5 separate regions of the Drosophila melanogaster genome follow, and all the other regions are linked to region 2. Evidence: chromatin contacts called from public Hi-C and targeted proximity ligation data. All regions are on one chromosome and are shown on one strand. The core of a region is the stretch at or near the end of the contact, and the rest is flanking DNA. Distances in the headings are between cores, read along the strand shown. Region 1 holds the start of fz (frizzled). Region 2 holds the start of Gbs-70E (Glycogen binding subunit 70E). Region 3 holds the start of CG7768. Region 4 holds the start of Frl (Formin-like). Region 5 holds the start of nuf (nuclear fallout).

Evidence for each region. Hi-C and Micro-C count contacts between places; a contact is called where the count stands out from the background.
Region 1: a contact with region 2 is called in a targeted proximity ligation map of the Kc167 cell line, with 6 times the contacts expected there. A contact is called at or near these places in 1 of 107 Hi-C or Micro-C datasets (wing imaginal disc) and 2 of 7 datasets of targeted methods (both in the Kc167 cell line).
Region 3: a contact with region 2 is called in a targeted proximity ligation map of the Kc167 cell line, with 5 times the contacts expected there. A contact is called at or near these places in 2 of 7 datasets of targeted methods (both in the Kc167 cell line).
Region 4: a contact with region 2 is called in a Hi-C map of the Kc167 cell line, with 3 times the contacts expected there. A contact is called at or near these places in 5 of 107 Hi-C or Micro-C datasets (the Kc167 cell line, the ML-DmBG3-c2 cell line and the S2 cell line) and 1 of 7 datasets of targeted methods (the Kc167 cell line).
Region 5: a targeted proximity ligation map of the Kc167 cell line shows a contact between it and region 2, with 4 times the contacts expected there. A contact is called at or near these places in 4 of 107 Hi-C or Micro-C datasets (embryo and embryonic neurons) and 2 of 7 datasets of targeted methods (both in the Kc167 cell line).

What each region holds. Positions count from the first base shown.
Region 1 is chr3L:14,272,914-14,275,613 of dm6, reverse strand. fz (frizzled) reads right to left here and starts at 1,271. Exons shown (of 5, transcript NM_080073.3): 1 at 1-1,271. The coding sequence starts at 559.
Region 2 is chr3L:14,549,566-14,552,265 of dm6, reverse strand. Gbs-70E (Glycogen binding subunit 70E) reads left to right here and starts at 1,291. Exons shown (of 6, transcript NM_001274913.1): 1 at 1,291-1,729; 2 at 2,107-2,268. The coding sequence starts at 2,177.
Region 3 is chr3L:14,216,826-14,219,603 of dm6, reverse strand. CG7768 reads right to left here and starts at 1,400. Exons shown (of 2, transcript NM_168584.4): 1 at 1,314-1,400; 2 at 630-1,259. The coding sequence starts at 1,221. The coding sequence ends at 727. The region is part of intron 7 of nuf (nuclear fallout); the gene reads right to left.
Region 4 is chr3L:14,051,823-14,054,665 of dm6, reverse strand. It overlaps Frl (Formin-like), which reads right to left and starts at 1,451. Exons shown (of 9, transcript NM_001144476.3): 1 at 323-1,451. The coding sequence starts at 598. It overlaps CG6833, which reads right to left. Exons shown (of 1, transcript NM_140432.5): 1 at 2,197-2,843. The coding sequence ends at 2,458. CG13484 reads left to right here and starts at 1,587. Exons shown (of 1, transcript NM_140433.2): 1 at 1,587-2,238. The coding sequence starts at 1,670. The coding sequence ends at 2,125. It also overlaps asRNA:CR46067.
Region 5 is chr3L:14,189,548-14,192,247 of dm6, reverse strand. It overlaps nuf (nuclear fallout), which reads right to left and starts at 1,378. Exons shown (of 12, transcript NM_001259821.2): 1 at 657-1,378. nan (nanchung) reads left to right here and starts at 2,600. Exons shown (of 9, transcript NM_140439.3): 1 at 2,600-2,700.

The sequences.
Region 1 (2,700 bases), core at 22-2,521, 280 kb after region 2:
TAGTGACCTTAGCCACACTCCTTGTGGGCGTGGCCGCCGTGGAGGCCGATGATGTGGTATTCTCCGCCACGCACAAATCCTCGCCTCCATGGACGGGAAATTTGGAGCACTCCAGATTTTCCGGCCAGTTAAAGTTGTAGGTTTTCATTAACTTTTCACATACCCGCGCCGATTCGCACAGAGATCGACAAGGCGGAATGGGTCGCTCCAAAATTGTGCAGACCGGAACGTACAGGGAACAGAGGAACAACTGGAGGTCATCACTGCAGCCGATCTTCACGAGCGGAGCAAACTGATGGACCTCCAGACCCGCCTCCTCCTGCTTGGTATGGCCAATAAGATTTGGCATAATGGTCATGTTATATGGTATATTCTTGCAGATCGATATGGTGATGGGTTCACAGCGATTGTGATGTGGCAGTCCATCTAGTTCGGTCCCAGAACTGGCCATTAATCCCCCGCCGCTGCGATAATACGGACTCGCATCGAGGGGGCTCTGATCGTAGCGCTGGACCCCCTGTATCAGGGTGGGTAAAATAAACAGGATTTGACGCCACATTTTGGAATTTTTCGATATCGCTGTCAAATAACTTTTGGGGCTTTTTCTCGATCTCTTTAAACACTTTAAAACACACACATGTTGCTCATCTACTTGCACTCACTTATACACCATTGAATACTTATTTGATTTATTTTCCCTGTTTAAAAACTTCACTCCCACGAAACACTTAACACCTTTTAAATATTTGCCGGCGGCAAATATTTAGTTTGGCCTTATAAGCAAATAATAAATATTTCTCTCTATTCTCTTATTTGCGTTTGCTTTTGCTCTTTATTTTGTTTAGACTTTTTTTGTTATTTTCCGACTTCAATTTGGTTTAACCGTTTGAATTCGACTTTGCTATTTGTTGTTGGCAAAATATTATTGTGTCAAAATTTAATTTTTGGGGGTCTTTAGGACTTAGTAGCGTTGGCTTTTATCTGGCACAGTACCGGGCTTTACTTTTCTAGCAGCCACATTTTTATCTTGCTGTATGCACATACATAAGTACCGTTAGCTGTATATCATTTATGCCTCCCCCGCTTTTTGAATTTCCTTATTTCTTTCACTTTTTCGAAAACCGCGCAAAAAAATAACTGAACAAACACGGAGTCGAATTCAACTTTTTCGCACGGGACTTACGTTAAAAGACGAAAACGGAGCCGGAGTTCGAGTCGAAATCAATCCGCGAGCACATCCGCATGGTAGGGCATACGCTGACAAACTGAGGAACTGAAAACATGGGGCTCTTTCCAAGCCGCTCTCTCACCGTATCGTTCTCCTGCTCACACGCTGAATATGCGCTCTTTCGCTCGAATGGTGTGAGAGGAGGTTTTATTCAGCTATACGCTTTGTAGTATAGCACTGGGGGCGACCTTGAATTTGACACTCTCGGCGGGAGAGCCAGAGAGCCAAAGAGAGCGAAGTGAAAGACAGGGCTGTTATGCCTTTTGTTTGGATGCTGTCTCGCTCGCACTCTGTCTCCTCTCAACTTCTTGGCCTCCTGTTGATTAGCAGACAGGAAAAAGAAAGCATCAACAAACAACTAAATAAGAGACCATTTAATTAATTAGAATTCAAGATGATTATGCAATCGACAGGGCTAATAGGAAATTAGGGGCGGAAGCTGTGCCCAAATCTAGGTGTTGGGCCCGCTCAATGGAAATTTGAACATCGATATTCACTTTGTAAATACTTAAATATTTATAGATTCCAATTTAAATATTAATTAATTAACCATTTTTTCGATATAATAAATTATAACCAATCTTATGCTTATAAAATGAATAAAAGAAATAAGTGCTGCATTTAAAATGGCTCCAATATAAAAAGACTAGAATCATTTTGCCAGCAAAAAATCCTTGCTGAAATGGGATACATATCCGAAAACGAAATGAGTATACAACATTTATGTCCGAATGTCAAAAAGTTACAGTGCATGTCAGCTAAATATTTTTCAGTTTCTAAAATGTCATATTGCTTAGGTCACCGCACCTTCTTATCTTTTTATATCAATCCATCGATGCCCGTTACACTTCCCACTGTTCTTTGGTAATCTTCAGCTGTTGCAAGTGCCGTTAGAAGACATTTGCCCTCTACTGGAATATACCTATAATAATTGCTTTTCTCCAGCTTTCTTCCTCTATAGAAATACATATTTGCACGCGTTAATTTCCTTGATTTCTGCGACAATTTTTATCGTCGACCATTTCTCTGCGCACTTGCATTTACCATTTATCTTTATCTTTAGTTTTTGCTGTTGTTTGTTTACTTGCTCGCTTTTTTCCGGCAGTTAATTAAGTCATTAACTTGCGTTTAATCTGAGCTTTAGCATGAGTGAAGAGAACTTATCGCGGGAATTTGTCTAATGACCCCGTGGTGGATCGCCAAGGGAGGTGTGGGGGGTTAGGCATCTGCTGCCAGTCAATAAACTTGTTATATTGACAATAATGATGACATTAAAGGAGTCTTGGCAGTCTTTTGTCTTTGTCACCTGTAGAACCCTTTTCTCCGATCAGGCTTTCTCTGTCTCTGTCGCTCTCTACTTAACATATCTCTTTCAGCACATAACTGGCTCTCCCGCACTCTCTTTTGCGTTAAACAAGTGTTACCGGTTTAGCCGGCAAAGTTCATTTTATGCTTTGCTCTTTTTATCCGCT
Region 2 (2,700 bases), core at 42-2,541:
GCTTCATTAGTTGAGTATTTGAAATTTTGAGCCTCTTACGCAGGTTTAGGTGTTGATTTCTATTTTAATAATGGCCTTACGCGCGAGTTTTATGGGATTGATGAGGAATTTTAAGCTATAATCACTAATGACTTGGACTATTTTTAATACGAATGCATTTATAATCAGCTGATAACTTATCAAAGCAGATAAAGTACTTTTTGAGACATAGACTTAGGTTTTATAGTATTTATTATTTATAAAAAATTTCAATTAATATAGTTGCATATTTTCCTTTTTTATTACCAAAATCGATTAAATTCGAAGAGCTTTTTATAAGTTCAGCAATGAAAATAGACTAAAAGTGTCTCATTCACGAGACCCTAATGGAAGGCCTAATTGATTTACATATGTCAGGGGAGCACCCTCACATAAAAGAAATGCGTGGGCAGACACATAAAACCAAAACCCACTCACAAATGAGTCGAGTGGTGAATAATGTCCCATATTCAATTGAGTGCGGAAGAGGCCCTTATAAATCTGTGTGTGAAATATCTTTTATAATAAAAAACAATTTAACTAATAATACCAATTCTAGTTCGTAAGGCTATAAATATTGAACTGAACAGACCAGAGGCTATAACCTATCGACTTCGATAAGATAAATATTTAAAAAGCTGAGACGGAAAAAGTGTTTGCCAAACTCCTTGAAATTCACTTGAGCGCCACGAGGCTCAGTGGGAAATTTGATTTTGGGAGATGGGATGCTTCCCGTGCATGTGATCATGTCTCGAGGGGCTGACACCCGTTTTGACTTTTGTCACCGCCAGTGGCGCCAAAACTAATCAAAGCAACTAGGACCGACGCTAAATCGAAACCACAACTACAATCACTGCGGAATACCAAAATGCAATCAAAATATGCAAGCCACGTCGATCAGGAGAGAGAGAGAGAGTGAGAGAGAGACCGGGGCTATTCTAGAAACCTAACGCGAGTTCAGAACGCTGAATTATGTATACCCTTTAAAGTACTAACAGAGCAGAAAACTTAACTGTTTTATGTGGTCGTTCATTAGTAGTAAAAATGGGATGATTTTATTTTATTCTGCTTTACTGTTATTTCTGTTTTCTGTTTTTATATACTGGCCTCTTGAATATATAACATTCTGATAACATTACAAACGCTCCACTAACATGTCTATATGTCTTGGAAGGGAATTCAAACAACCAATCTCTCTCTTTTTCTTTTTCTCTCTCTCTCTTTTTCTGTCGCCCCGATCAAGTCTTAACGGCAAGTTGCAGCAACAAACATTTTCATTCGTTTTCGCATCGTCGAAGCGTACGGTTCATAGGAGGAACGGAACGAAGCGGGGAACGCGACGGAAACTAGTTGCTGTTTTTTTGTCCGTGTTAAATAATTGACACAAGAAAATTTAGCTACACTTAAGCAAAGTCCGCGAAAAATCTATTAAAAATCGTTCGTCGTTTTGTGTGTGTGACCACGAAAAAAGTGCCCCGATCGGAGGATTTTAATAAATTCAATTAAGGTTCCGTCCCAACGATCGTTTTTCATTGTCTGACGCTCACGCGTGATGTACAAATGAAAAAGTAAAAATTTAAATAAGATCAAAGAAAGAAAGATCACAGTAAAATTTAAAGTGGATTGACTGCACAAGAAAAAGAAAAGTTCCTTACCTCCTAGCCAGAAGTCAAAAGTGAAGCGGAAAACAGAGTGGAGATAACAATTAACGGTTAGTTGTAAAGCTAAAACTACACAATAAACATATCATGAAAAACTTTATAAAACATAAGAAGGGGGGCATTTTATTATTTTGGGTATCAGCATTTACATCACCTTGTTTCGAATCAAACTGATTTTAACATGCATTTGGACCAAACTAACAACGTTTCGAATGTTATCTCTTATGGAAATGGTATTGCTATATTATACCATCATTAATTCCGATTCCACCTGAGATTAGCAATTAATATGAAATTTCATAAACATATATTATATATTCGGATCATGCATTCTATTTACACATTACTTTCCAATTAAACGTTCATTTATTGCCGCGCTTCGATTAGCAACAAAAACAAATCGTTAATTTTCTATATTTTTCCACAGGGGCTTCCATACCAAAGTTCCTTGTTTGTAGAGATCATTGTAATCAGCGCAGATCGAAGCCATATATAAAATGATTTCGCACAGTCCGCCCATATTCAGTCACAGTCCACCCGTTAGTTTTCTGGCGGACTTCATGAGCGGACATCCCCGTCAATCGTTGAAGTAAGTTTACAAAAGTATATAACTCATAAATAAATATAGCCAGCAATTGGACTAATTTAACACAGAATTGCTCTAAGTGAATCCACGAGTTTCGGCAGCCAATCAAAACAAATTAAATAGCCAAACATCATTGAAAGAGTACCAATTCTCAGGTTTTTTCATGTCGAAAGAAAATATTTTTTTAACTTTCTTATCGATTGATAAGGAACTAGAAGCATTTTCTGATGCATCATCTTTTATGAATTTAACAAGTGGTGTACGTGTTAATAAGAGAAACGATATAAATGTCTGATAACCTGAAAAACCATGTGATAGTAAATGAATTAAACTGAGAGATAAAAAATACATAACAGATAAAAATGATTAATACCCTTTTGCATTAGGCGTTCTCTCTGGCGAATATTTAAACAATAATTTTAAACATTCAAATTT
Region 3 (2,778 bases), core at 151-2,650, 330 kb after region 2:
AGCAAAACGAACGCAATAGAAAAATTCCACTAATGTGACTTAGCAGTGTTGGAAATTCGTATTACATGCACTTGAGAAAAGAAAATTTTGTTTGCTGAGTGGCTTATATGCACATACACATATACACATTGTATAACATAGTTAGCCAGGTGTTTTTAGGTTTGAAAAGAAATACTAACTTCCAAATATAATATTTGTTTAAACAAAACTTATATTGCAGAATATATTTAAAAAATAATGGATTCAATTTGAGTTTTTGAATGTATTTAGTAAAGTGCACTTTACCAAACATATACATATGTATTACTGGTGGTTAATTCTTTTTTTTCATCAGTGTATGTGACTTAATAGACATTTGCAAAGTGCATTCGGGTAAAGTGGATAGAATGGCTTGAGGGAAAGGTGATGGGAGACAGAATGAGAATCGAGTGGAAAGAATCAAAAGCGACATATGTGAGCAACTCTTGAACTAAATTGAGTCAATTAAAAGTAATGGAAAGAAAAATCAAAGGAAAATGAGTCAGGGAACTGGGCTGTTCAGGGTGCACCGGATTATTCAACGAATTGGTCTGAAATGCGTAACATATGAGAGCGATGTAAATAGTTGAACCGACAAAATACATTTTTTTGCACCCCCTTTTATTTTGCAAAGTTTTCTTGAAAAGTATAATTTCAGTGTAATAGTGTAAATGTGTGATTGACAGCACTATTATGTATTGACACCCTTCAGAGGGCTCCGCAGTCTTCGATAATTACTTTCTTGCTGGTCTTCCCATCTTGTGAACCGTAAGATTCTACCTTCTGGACGATATCCATTCCCTCAACGACCTTGCCGAACACGACATGCTTATTATCCAGCCATGTGGTTTTCCCGGTGCAAATGAAAAACTGAGATCCATTGGTATTGGCCCCAGCATTGGCCATCGAAAGTACACCAGCTCCGGTATGCTTTAGCTCGAAATTCTCATCGGGAAACTTGTTTCCATAAATGGAGCGTCCTCCAGTTCCGTTTTGATTAGTGAAATCACCGCCCTGACACATGAAATTCGGGATGACGCGGTGGAATGGTGATCCCTTGTAGCCGTACCCCTTCTCTCCGGTGCAGAGGGCCCGGAAATTCTCCGCCGTCTTGGGCACCACATCCGAACGTAGTTCCATCACAATTCTACCTAACTTCTCACCTCCTGCGGCTATATCGAAGTAAACGCGTGGCAACGACATCTTCGCAGATGCCGAAAATTTTCGGAGAAAAGCCAGATCTATTAGGTTTAAAATCGAACGATGCCTTGTTCAAAAACAAGAAATATATTTACCGGATAACTTGGTGGTGTCAGCTTTATGATAAAAAAAAGTAACGACTTTCAAGAGAACCGTACAGTAGAACAGCTGGAACTGAACTGACGAATATTCTGGGCTAGTCAGGGATCTGAAGTAAGGGCTCGTTGAAATTCATTTCACAGCCTTCTTTATAAAATCCAGTAGCAAAAAAAAATGCCTGCTTTGGCTTCCACAATTTTTAATACATTGCAAATGATCGGTATATTTGGATATTTTAAGGTAATATTGTCCTTAAAATACCTTTATCCGTGTCTAATCTTACAGACCTTATTTACTCTTCTAATTTGTTTAACCGCCGCCTTAATCAACGCAAAACTCACAGATACTTTTAAAGCCGGCTATATTTACCTTTCATTTGCAGTTGTGTACAAACTTTATATATCCATCCACGCGATGAGTGTATGTTTGTATAATTAGGCAAAAAAAATAGTCAATATTTATTTGCCAAAGCAAATACAAACTGTGAGAATTATCCACGTTTTAAAGAAGCTGCTATTGCATTTATATTTATTCATTTGTTTGTTGTCTATATGAACGCATAGCACTCCTTTAAAACTCTTCTATCCCCGACTTCTTTGGGTTTAGCACATTTTGTGTATATATTAAAGTCCAGGGCCTAGTGAGTTTCCAAGACAACAATTGCTATTTGGGTATACATATACATAAGAATTGTTATAAGGGGAAAATAAAGGAAGGTTGAAGTACGATAAGATTGGCTAGTAACCGAGAACGTTGTAAACACAATGTTCGATAAAGTAGGTTTGGCATATTTAATAAGTTGCACGGACTTTCCCTTTATAAGCTTTATAATCATTTTTTATGTATTTTTCGCTCATAAATAAAAATAAAAATTAAAAACAAGCTACTTCAAGACCCTTAGATAATCTCCCCTCAAAATGCCAAAAGTTCAAGATGATTTAACGAAAGAAGGTTATTCGCACGTAGGTCGTAATTGTTAACTCGACTCTCCACTGTCTCATTACTTATAATAAATTGTAGTGCGACCGAATAGCGAAGACAAGAAAGATACAATCCATAGTTGGCCAAGACAAGTGTAGCCCCAACTGAACTCGAACTCGAAACCGATTCGATTCGTTTTGACTAGTTACCCATTAATGTAACGCCCCGTTCGCCTTGGACAACCTTGTGCAAAAAGTAATATACGGAAAGCCAACATGACGTAATGGAAAGCGTAGGATTTCTACTTGCCAACTGCTCCCACTGCCACGCCCCCAGAAATAGGCGCCTCTTTTATGGACTTGCGAGTGTATGAGTGTGTGTGGGAACATAAATTCACATTATGGCCAATTCTTCGGGCGATTTTTCAGCTTAGATAAAAGGTAGACAAGAAACACTTTTGTGGGTTCGTTTTAGCACTTACCAAGTGGAATTGGTAAGATAAGAGTGCTCGAGGTAGTTTGTGTTTAGCTATTGTTTTGC
Region 4 (2,843 bases), core at 202-2,701, 500 kb after region 2:
AAAAACTATGCAATGCTTTTTGGAAAGGGATTGCTAGTTAATTAATTCTACAAGGCGTTATTTTTAAACTTGGCAGAAAGGAATTATATTTTTTAAATCTTTGAAGTATAAATGTATATTTGAAATATATTTCTTTGAGACTTTCCTGTCATTTAGGATTTGAATGGTACATGGAGCGTAAAATAGGTAAAAATAAATAAATAAATTTGTATATCTAAAATTTAGCAAATTATAATGAATTTAATGAAAGTATAAAATTGTTCTTTAAGCCATATTTTAATACCTAAGTTTTTTTTTTGTCATGGTATTCGGATTAACTTACCAGCACTTTGGCGAATCGTCGGTCCAGCTCATCTGTGGTGGGCATGGGTTGCTGGCTCCGGCTCCGCAGGCTCGGCTGCCTGACATGTTGGTACTGGGAACTGCAGCCGATGTCGTAGCGCAGATCCTGTTTCTGCAGCGTGCCGCTAGAGATGGAACCGTTGTGCTGGTGGCCATTGCGCATCGAGTGATGGTGCGCATGCGAATGGGGATGCTGCAGCTGCTCATCGGCGTCCACATCAGCGCTGGTGATGGTTCGCGATTTGACGGCGCCCATTATGGTGGCAAAGCGACCAGAGCCCGAAACCGAGCCGGAGACGGAGCCGCCTCCTCCTCCTCCTCCGCCGCCTCCTCCCCCTGGATCCTGTAATCCCCGGGATCCGGATCCTCCGCCGCCGATGGCGTCCTCGATGGTCGCCGCTTGGAGCGCAGTGCTAAGGGACAGCGAGAGGGTACCCCATACAGTCCGGCAAAGGGCACGCGTGCGTTCCGGGCAACTTGAAAGTTGCTCTTTGATTCCGTTGAAGATATCCAAAGCGGCTGCTGCCTGTTTCTCTGCTATCGAACGCTCAGAACAACTGGCCAATCGAAAGTGACTATTTTCCGGGCGTGTGTTTTCTTATTTTTGGTTGCCTTTTTTGTTTTTTGTTTAATTTATTTATTTTTTTTTTTTGTTTTGAAAGTAAGTGTAAAAAGTGCTGTGTTCCAAAATTTTGATAATTTAATTTACTTCTTTCTGACAATGTAAGCAAAAACACAATTTGTTGCTACTGTTGTTGCTGTTGTTGTTGCTGGTGGTGCAACGGCGGCACTCACACAGGCACACAGCCACTAGCACTCACACACACACACACCTACAGCAAGACACGGATGCAGGCACACAAACACAGACAAAGGACCAGATTTCGATGAAAGGCTCCTGCGGCAGGCGACGCCTCTTGTGCTTTGTTTGCAGGTTTTTCCGAGCGAGGGACGTGCGAATTGCTTGCAATTTGCCTTACACACCGCATTAGACTCGGTCTGTGGGCGATAAGTGTGGGAACCGAGAGCAACTGCAGTTAAATGCACTTTATTTTGCCGACCGACCGCACGACAACCGCGCTACACGAATATTCGGGACAGTGTGACCGAACTGGGTCTGCGCACGGAAACCAAAGACTGGCGGGAAAACACCCTAAATGTGCCGAAAACTGCGCTTAGCAAAGTTTTAAGCCAGTTGATTTAATTAATATGCATTTTTGTGGTAATTGCCAACGGTCGCACTTAAAATAAAAAAACATTTGTTTTACATTTCGGATCCAAGGAAATAAGCCATTATTGGCTTAAATAAGCTTTAACGACTGCAATCATGAGCACCCCTCGCAAGAACTATAACAACCTGCCGCCCTACTGCCCACAAGGCGGCCAGTACCCATCGCAGTCCGCGGATTACAGAGCGCAGCAATTCGGTGGCCAGCAGAAGCCACAAAATCCAAACGTTGGCTTCTACGAGGACAAACAGGGCCAGCAAAATGTTCCTCATTTCTACCAGAACAAATCCCCACAGGAGCCGCAGCGCCATCGGCCCTACGGTCAGGGCAGGAATTTCGGACGCGGCGGCAGCTTCAATCGCAGGAACCAACAGAACTGGGATCATCCGAGGAGCCACCAGAACAGGGAACAAAACCAGAGCGGCAGCTCCTTCGGCCAGTACTTTCATCCCTCCATGCTGGAGGATCCTTGGCGGGAGCTAATGGAACGGCACGAGGCCATCCACGGACCCAGTACTAGCCGAACTTCACCGAAAGAGGTGGCGGCTTCCTAAAATGTAGAATACAACACTAAGAGCTAGTTAAGCCCTGTAGGATAATTTCCCCAAAGCAAAGAAAGAATTTTAATTTTAGCTTTCCGATATTAAACAAAAGAATGTGTAAACATAAAAATGGTTTCATCATGAGATCCGAGCCTGCTTTTGAGTGGCACATTACGTGCTGAAAACCGCTCCGATGCCTTCAAGAAAGAACTATGGCTAAGGTTGTAACATTTTATACATTTAAGCAACAGTTTCACGTGAATGAAACCCGTGTGTATACTTAAAAATTTAAGACTACCGTAATGGAACACCCCTCAGTGCAATGGGGCTCCCCGAGTGAGCTGCTAATAGTGCTGCTGTTGATGCCGCTTCTTCTCCAGATACTTCTCCCAGTCGACGGCAACGCGATTGTAGATACCCATGGCGGCACGTGCATCCTCCACGGAATTATGCTCGCCCGTTTGGATCTCCTGACCCAGAACGGCCTTTGTCAGGCGTTTTAAGCTGGGCGTGTGGGTATTAGAGATGAGTTTGCACAGCGGCTTATAATGCGACGTATCACGAATGTCATGGAACGGATGGCGGATGCCCAGTACGGCAAGATCGTTGCGCAGGCCGTGTCCCACCAGAATGCGGCCATGTATCAGCTTCATCACTTCGTTTTGCACGGCGGCAAAGTCCTCACCGTTAGCGATGTCCTGCGGCCGAATGCCGGACACGCTGGTGCGGT
Region 5 (2,700 bases), core at 129-2,628, 360 kb after region 2:
CAAAGTGTCTTTTTCTAAGCTGTTTCAAATGACTGCGTATTTGAGAATCAATATTATTGAGAATGTGTGATTACACAAAAAGAAATTAATAATAAAGGATGGGAAGCAATTAAGTGCGTCATCTGACAGGCACACTAGTCACGCAGTTAATATAAATGTGTTAAATAACAAACATTACTTTCTCTAACAATAATATGTTTAAATGATATCATGCCTATAATATCATTTTATGTTTTCCTAACCTAATTTACATAGTAAACTATTAGGATAAGTTGAATACTTAATATGACAAGCTACTTTTTTTTAAATAGTTTCACAGCTTAGCTGTAAAGAAACTATTTATCTCGAAATATTTATAACTCTGTCTTAGTATAAGCTTAGTATAAACTAAAGATCAGATTAGATGAGATGAGATCATTTGGGGTATATTATCTTTCCTACAGTCAGATTCTGTAGGAGGTTTAACTTTCGAGATTTGTACTATAGAACTTAATATTTTGCACCCAAAAGTAGTTATTATTGCCCAATTAGATCTCCTTATCTATTCAGTTATCTCGTTTTTCCCTCTTCTTCTTTTAAAGAAACAGTATAACAGTACAGTTTAAACATTTGCTAATTGGGAACCGTTTTGCACACAGTTAGTTCGGGCAACGCACCTGTTGAAATATATTTGCGTATCCAATTGGAGCAGACGAGTGGCTTTAACCGTTAGCTGAACATGAATTTGGTTAAAAACAAAAAAAAACGAATTATTTGCACTTGGCGAAAAGCCACAACAACAACTGAATGGTGAAAATACAGGAACACACACACACACGCGCGCAGTCTAAGGAGAGAGGGAGACGAAGATAGCCGGCGAAGCGCAACAGTTGGATCTCGGTGTTGTTGTTGTTTCTGTTTATGTATTTGTTGCAGAACAGGTAGTTGAGCCGAATATTGCCTAAAATCGGCTTTGTTTATTGTGTTTTATTCGATTTTCTTACACTTTCACTTAATTCAGCATTCTTCGCATATCAAAGCACTTATAGCTGCATTTTTTATTGGTAAATTGTATTTGTACGCGTGCGTAACGTTGGCAACGTCTTTAACTTATTTTTTGAGCTGTGTTGTGATTTGGTGGTTTTACGTGGGAAATATCACCGCGCGCGCTATCGAAAATATGTAAAAGTAATAAAACGCCAAAGTCCAATTGTATATTCCTAATGGTTTTAAATAATGTCGTTTTCCGATACTTCTATACAATTCGACTTCACGCGCGCAGCAACAACTAACGCTTGATTACGAGTAAAAATATTAAAAAAATGCAATTGCAGTTTCGATATATGCCAGCCCGACGATGCGTCCGCTTCAAACTAAATTCGACGACCGAAATCGCGTTGTTTCCGGTTTGCATTGGCTTATATATGGCAAAGTGTGGCCAGTCTCGTAGATCCACAATATCCTTGATTTCTTAGGATTGCTTACATGCAGTATATTTCGCTGCCACAAACACGGTCACTCTTCTTTTCGCTAGCTATGTTAACTCTCTGATATTTTGAACTACTTAACAGAGTAGCAGGTTTCTGAAACACAAATGCTTTTGTGCTCTATCTAATTTTTTTATTTTGCACATATATAATTTTCATAGGTGTTATAGAACTTTATTTATATAGCTTTCTTGTAAAGTATTTACCTTAGGAAATACATTAGAGTTTTATTTCAACTGTCTGATTGGACTATCGTAGACACATACCAAAGTTGTTATCGGACCTAGTCCTCGCTAAGACCTATCGAACTACTAAGCGACTTTAATAAACATATACTTTAGCCGCCTTTTTTGCTTAATCGATTATTATTCGATAGCTTCATTTGGGTTGTTGTCCCAATTAATTAGCTGAAATATTTTGGGAGATATCAAAGCTATAATATTTTATGTCCTTATGGCAAGCGGGCTCACTCTAGCAAATCATAAGTTGAAATCCACTTTAGTTCCGCATAAAATTTTTCCACGTCATCGCTACGAAGTCATTGACACTTTTTTCTGCTAGGTTATCTGTTAACTGTCAGTTCTGGACTGTAGAATAAAGTGACCTTAATGAAAACATAAATTTCAATAAATGATTTAAATTGCTTATAATTGAAAGTGAAATTTTGAGTATTGTCTGGTGTGAACGCTGTGTAACAAATCTTGTAGAATACTCGTGTAGTTAAAAATGTAGAAAATATTGACACGGCTAAGCCCTGACAGCGAGGACATGAACCACACTGTTTAAGTCAATAATTTTCGAATTCAAAATTCATTTTTAAAAGTAATAAACCGTTTATTTATTTATAAATCATTGTTCCCCAAACTTAAATAATGAAAAAATACATTTTTAAAGCTAGGCTTCATAGTGGACTTTATACATTTTTTTAAAGTATTTTATAAATATGTAACACTATTAATTTTTTTAAATGTTTACCTGACATAAAAATGTAAAATTAAATTATACATGTAAAAAAACAAGATAACAAGTAATACACGACTCACCTACATTTCGTTGATAGATTCATGATAAGCAAACCAAACCCATAGAAGAGGCCAATGAGACTTGTTGAACAGGTGCAACAGGTACGATGTCGTAGCAACACAGCGTAAACAAAGCAAAGGAGCTCAAGTTCAGCTGTTGCATTGGCAACGGACGTGCACGGAAATGTTTTATCAATAGCCACCAATGGACA